2 separate regions of the Mus musculus genome follow, and region 2 is linked to region 1. Evidence: chromatin contacts called from public promoter capture Hi-C data. All regions are on one chromosome and are shown on one strand. The core of a region is the stretch at or near the end of the contact, and the rest is flanking DNA. Distances in the headings are between cores, read along the strand shown. Region 1 holds the start of Pmel (premelanosome protein). Region 2 holds the start of Eef1akmt3 (EEF1A lysine methyltransferase 3).

Region 1 (2,827 bases), core at 143-2,642:
ACCAGAGCTAAAACAGATGTCTGAAAAGAAAGGAATAAAATGGATGTCCACATCCCTTCACCCAAATCCAAAATCCACCAACATTTGGACACATTTGCTCTATCCTTCTTGGTTGCTGTTTTTGTCTAAAATATGTATTTAGAAGAAACTCTTGGACAAGTGAGGTGGCTTATGGGGTAAAGAGGCTTTCTGCCCAGCCTGACAACCTGAGTTTGTTCCCCAGACTCACATGGTAGTGGTGGGGGGACAGCCCCCAAACAAAAACTAAAGTCAGTGTGTGAAATGCAAGCAGAGTATCTTAAGGGCCTCACTCAGATGTGTGGGTATGAACAGAACATCGCAAACAACATCTCAGAAAAGTAATGAAAAGAAAAGAGAAATTATAGTACAAGTGAAGAAACCAGATATATATAATGTGTATGTATGTAATATATATATAATATATTACAGCACAGAGAAGTGTCCTTAACCCAATTCTAACGTCCACAGGAAGCCCAGGGTTCTGCTGGGAGGGGGGAGGGGGGGGGCTGTTCTATGTTCATCTCAGGGAGCGCTTGACCACTGAAGCAAGAACAGTCATAAGACGCACCATTCTTTTTGACTGCCCACTCTCCCTCCTCAGCAGCACGGGACATTCCAGACCCTCTCGCCATCCTTAACTCCCTCCTCTTGCTCCTGTCACGAGGTCTCAATCCCCCAGAGTCCTTTCATGTGATGCTCAGCTGAGACCCTTCTGAGACAAGCCTGGGATACATTCATCCATCCGCACCCCTGATGCAGAGGTGGTCTGTCAGTTTGGCCTTCCTGAATACCCTACTCTTTTTCTCTCTACTTTACATCTCCTATCACTGCATTTAAGATATTACCCAAAGGATCTCCATGTCACCATGGACATGTCACCATGTCACCTCCTTGGAGCCCCTATTTCGCTGAGTGCTCCAAGCAGCCTCAGAATTAGTGCCATGCCTTCTGCCCCCTGCATCAGATAGGGATACCTCTATGCTTGATCCTAAGGTTCACATCTAAAGCTGGGCACAACGGTTTAAGTATGTACTTAGGAGGTAGATGAGGAGTTTGAGTTCATCCGTGGGTACACAGTGAATCTGAGGCTAGCCTGGGCTACACTGGACCTTGTCTTGAACAAATAAAAAAACCAAACAAAACCATATCTTCACTAAAATCAAATAGGACAAGCCTAAAGTATTTTGACTTGTCTGATTAGAAGGGGGAAACCCAGAGCTGGTGTTCAATTGCTAATAGCACTTGCTCCTGACCACCCACCCACACTCACCTTCTAGGGCCCCCACAGCCAGCAGAGCACTCAGCACAAGCACGGGAAGGAAGCTCCTTCTCTGGACACCCATAGTGGTCCTCTTGCCAGCAGCCAAAGGTACCAGGGGGTGGGAGCGAGCCCCTATATAGAAAGGGATGGTCATTTGCATAGGCCTTCCTCCTCTCCCTCCAGAGGAGGGGAAACCTGGGAAGAAGGAAAGGGCCAGAACTGATTTCATCCCACACAGCTCAATGACAGTTTCTGGTTTCGCTGGGTCACATTCACTGACACACTTATTCTGGAAAGAGTTCACTGATGGGCAGCCTCAATTCACATACTTAACAGTCACAATTCAGCAAGACAGAGTGAAGAGAATTGTGTCAAACCAAGAGATCCTTAAGACAGAAACAGCACCTTTATCCAAAAGCATCCAGAAGGGGCTGGGAGGGTAGATTGCCAGCAATAAAACAACACAGGCAGCCAATGAACCCCGAAACAGTGAGACAGTATTAAGCTAGGCTGAGAAACGACTCTATTATCTAGCCAAAGAATCCTTTACAATAAGAGTCCCGATTTTCCAGCCTGGACTAGAGTTCCAGGACAGCCAAGATTACACAGAGAAACCTTGTCTCAGAAAAATAAAAAGAAAGCGGAGGGAGGCGAGAAGGAGGGAGTGTGTGTGGGAGAGAGAGAGAGAGAGAGACCGGATTTTGTGCCCCACATGGAGACCGAGACAAACGGATCTCTGTGAGTTCGAAGACAACCTGGACTTTTGAACGCATTCCAGCCAACAAGGGCTGCATTATGAGATGTTTCCAAAAAGCAGGCGAGAGTGCTGGAGAAACAGCACCGCTGTTAAGAGCGCAAGCCGCTCTTGCAGAAGACCAGAGTTCAGCTCCAGCACCCAAGTTAGGCTCACGACCGCCTAGAACCTCAGCTCCAGGGCACCTGCTGCTTCTGTGAAAACTTAAATGCAGACACACAGACCCACACACCATTTAAAATAAAATACATTATTCTTTTTCTTTTAAAGATTCCCAGGTTTTGCTTTTTAAAAGAGACTCTCTTGTCCAGGTGGAATTTTAATCTCACCCAAGGGGTGGTGAAAATTGTGAGGGAAAGGTAAGGAAATCCGTAGACCAGAAACACCACCAGTTCCGGCCTGCGGAGCCTAAACCAGGAACTGCGGGAAAGTTGTGCAGCTGCCCCGCGGCTCGCCCGCCCAGGGCGGGGCCTCTGAGGCGGGAGCGCGATGGTCCGGTCCGCCCTCGTGACGTGAACCAATCGGAAGGGCGGGGGGCGGGGCCAGGGAAACGCGGGAAGGAGGGGCGGGGTCTCGGATGGCCGTCTGGAGCAGTGGGGGAGGCGGCAACATTGTTTCAAGTTGGACAAATTGTCAAGGGCTGAGCTCTCCTTGCGTTCCATCCCGAGCTGGGACTGCCGTGCTCACCCGGGGTCCCCCAGGTCCTCCGCTCCGAGTGTCGGGCCCGCTTTCGTCAGGGTTCCCGGGCCCCGCTCCCGGGGGCCTGAGCCGCCTCACTAGCGCTCCATGGA
Region 2 (3,110 bases), core at 463-2,962, 1.7 Mb after region 1:
CTCTGGGTAAAGCTCAGACCAGTCCATTTCCTCTGGCTTCACAGGGCTATTAGAAAGAAGACATGAGACACATGAGACTGTTGTACATACCAGTGCAGACATTTTGTGTAAGAGTTGGGGGGGGGGTGGTAGGCTTAGAAAAAAACTCTGCATGCAGGGACCATGTGGTATGTAGAAGGTGTAATGGGAAGTCCCCTGGCTTCTAGGGTGTGAATCAGTCCCATCATGAGGCTATGGCTGCAGATCTGCCAAGTTCTTCTGGGTACTGATGTGTGTAAGGTTTTCCCAGAGACTGACTGCCTAAGGCACTGGAGCACTACTTTGTTTATGTATATTTTAAAATTTTTATTTACCCGTGTATTTTGCATTTTATGTGTATGAGTGTTCAGTCTTCATGCACACCAGGAGAGGCAATCAGATCCCATTAGAAGTGGTTTCCAGCCACCATGTGATTGCTGGGGCCTCTGGAAGAGCAGTCAAGCGCTCTTAACCACTGAGGCATCTCTCCAGCCCTCTTTGTTTATGTATTTTGTGTGGCGAGGATGGAACAAGGAGTGGCCAGGAGTGTGTATATATGTTTATCTTTTTATAAATTAAAAAACCCAAATCGGAGCCGGGTGTAGTGGTGCACACCCTCAGGAGGCAGAGGAAGCTGTATCTCTGTGAGTTCGAGGCCAGCCTGATCTACAAAGTGAGTGCCAGGACAACTAGGGCTACACAGAGAAACCCTGTCTCCAAAATCCAAACCAAATTAAAAAGAAAAACCGGAAGGTGGAAATGACAACTTGCTTCGCTTCATTTTGGCAATAGTTTTTCCCCCCTCTTCCTAGATCTGGCTGGCAAGTCCACCCAGACTTTAAGTCTCCAACACCGCGACCCCTCCCAGCCGGCCAACTCCGCCTTCTGCCCAATCTCCCTAAGCCATCCTCAGCTGACGTGTCACCCGGACAACCCTCCCCGCTCCATCGCAAGTCCTAGCGGTGGCCCCTGCGCGACCGCCTTCCCTCCCTCCCGGACCCCGCCGGGCCCGCTCACTAGCGCAGTGTGTGGTCTGCCATGGGGTTGGAGTGGGCGCGCTGCCGGTAGTAGCGCTTCTGCGGCTGGGGGGCTTCGGCTCCCGCCATCATGCCACGCAGTCCACGTGGAGAGCCGAGCTCGCGGCGCGAGGTGATGACGCAGCCCGCGGACCGCCAGCGGGCCCCGCCTTTTAAAGAGCGAAGAGCAAATTCTGTAGCACCGTAGGGAAAGGACCCTGAAGGGAGTGGGAGGGGAAACCTGCGCCCTGCTATTGCTAACCGTGCTTTGGGGAGGCCAGCTCCGGGCACCCCGCATCCTCCCTTGGGTCGTTCTGGCCTAGTCTGGGTTCTCAAATGCCCACAGGTACCTGTGCGCCCCACAGGTGAGCGGGATGTGAGGGACCCGCCTCTGACAGTAAACTCAAGCATCATTTCTTCTCTCTCCGGGTGGTCTCAAACCAAGTCTGGCCCGTATGGTGTTGTGTGGGTCCTGTTCTGTGTGCGCCAGGTACCCGGGCTCGGGGGTCATCCCCATCCATCTCTAGGAAGTCCAGCTGGAGGAAGGAGAGCGAACTGGGGAGGCGGGGCCCGGTGCCTGGGAGCAGCCCATATGGCTGGCAGTCCCCAGCCTCAACCCCGCACCGATAGAGGGGATCCGAGCGCTGGCCGGGGTGCTCGGGGACTCTATCTGCCGGATGGCCAGCTCTCGCACCGATCCGGAAACTGAGCCCGAATCCGTGTTCCCACGGGAGATCCGGCTCTTCACAGACTCTTACTCAGAGAGCAGCCGGTTCTGCTTCTGTGGGCACGAGCTGAGCATCACGCAGAACTTTGGGTCGCGCCTTGGGGTGGCGGCACGCGTGTGGGATGCGGTGAGGAATGGGCTGCCCTAAGTGAGGGTCCCTGAGAGGTCCAGTCCCCGGACCCCGGCTCTCCCATATGGAGACACCGTTCTGACAGTTTCCCACTTTCTTTTTCCCTTCCTCATAGGCTCTGAGCCTGTGTGACTATTTCGAGAGTCAAAATGTGGATTTTCGAGGCAAGAAGGTGATCGAACTGGGCGCGGGGACGGGCATCGTGGGAATCTTGGCGGCGCTGCAGGGTGCGTGAGCTGGCATTGCGGCGGGAGGAGGGGAGCTGGAGTGTGGAGAAGTGAGGACGTGGATTCCTGGGGGTGGGTAGAACTCAGCTCAGTTCTTTCCTTTTAACAAACCTCTATTCTCCTGCAAGGCAGACAGCGCTGACGAGTGTTCAGAACACTCAAGCTAGTTGGCTTCAGGGTACCTGAAACAAATAAGATAGGCTTTCCGTGAAAAAAAAAAAAAACTGGAGATGCTCTTTCGCTAAAATGCTTGCATGGATTTTCTGAAGGAGAGACCTAGGACAGTGAACCTCATCAAAGATTTGTAGCTTTGTTATGTTAGGATCTTTTAAATATCTTTTTCTTTCCTTTCTTTTTTTTGGGTGTGTGTGTGTGTGTGGGTAGGGGGTGTGGGTGTGGTTTTGTAGTCTGGTTGAGACAGGCTCTCTTGTTGTCCAGGCTGGCCTAAAACTCATTACGTAGAGATTAGCCTTGAATTCCTGCCTGGTCCTCCTGTCTTACTTTTTCCTAGTGCTGGGATTATAGGTGTGTGCTACCGTACTGCAATAGAGCCTAGGGTTTTTAATACTAGAAGAAGCAAGGTTATGAATTTTGAAGGACCCGAGTGTGAATATATATATGGGTGGTAATTGGTAATTAAGCAGCTGAGACCTGGGAAAGGAAAAGGTCAGGGAAATTGTGCTTCACTTTGAGCAAAAACCTACAAAAGCTTCTTGCCTAGTGATCTAAGTCGTGTAAACCAGATGTCCTTATTTGTAGGAACAGAAGTGGGTCACATCAAGGGCAGTCTTTGCAGAGGCAGACATTAATTCTTATATTTATTCCTTCAGTCAGTCAATATGTATTCTCTGTGTGCCAAGGAACTTGTAGTCTATCGAGGGACAATGTGGGAAGATGCTACGGAACATACATGATGGTGAGGTCTGGGTAGCATGGCTGTGCTCTCACTAGCTACCTTGAGGGCTGAGCAGTCCATCAAGGGGAAGCACAGG

Evidence for each region. Promoter capture Hi-C pulls out the DNA fragments that hold promoters and counts their contacts.
Region 2: a contact with region 1 is called in a promoter capture Hi-C map of embryonic stem cells, with 4 times the contacts expected there. The contact joins the promoter of Eef1akmt3 here to the promoter of Pmel in region 1. A contact is called at or near these places in 5 of 39 promoter capture datasets (the C10 cell line, cranial neural crest, embryonic stem cells and 2 more) and 1 of 9 other capture datasets (liver).

Annotation. Positions count from the first base shown.
Region 1 is chr10:128,704,823-128,707,649 of GRCm38.p6, reverse strand. It overlaps Pmel (premelanosome protein), which reads right to left and starts at 1,392. Exons shown (of 11, transcript NM_021882.4): 1 at 1,292-1,392. The coding sequence starts at 1,364. Cdk2 (cyclin-dependent kinase 2) reads left to right here and starts at 2,599. Exons shown (of 8, transcript NM_183417.3): 1 at 2,599-2,827. The coding sequence starts at 2,823.
Region 2 is chr10:127,039,996-127,043,105 of GRCm38.p6, reverse strand. Eef1akmt3 (EEF1A lysine methyltransferase 3) reads left to right here and starts at 1,712. Exons shown (of 3, transcript NM_001205036.1): 1 at 1,712-1,888; 2 at 2,007-2,118. The coding sequence starts at 1,712. Mettl1 (methyltransferase like 1) reads right to left here and starts at 1,174. Exons shown (of 6, transcript NM_010792.1): 1 at 1,036-1,174; 2 at 1-46. The coding sequence starts at 1,127.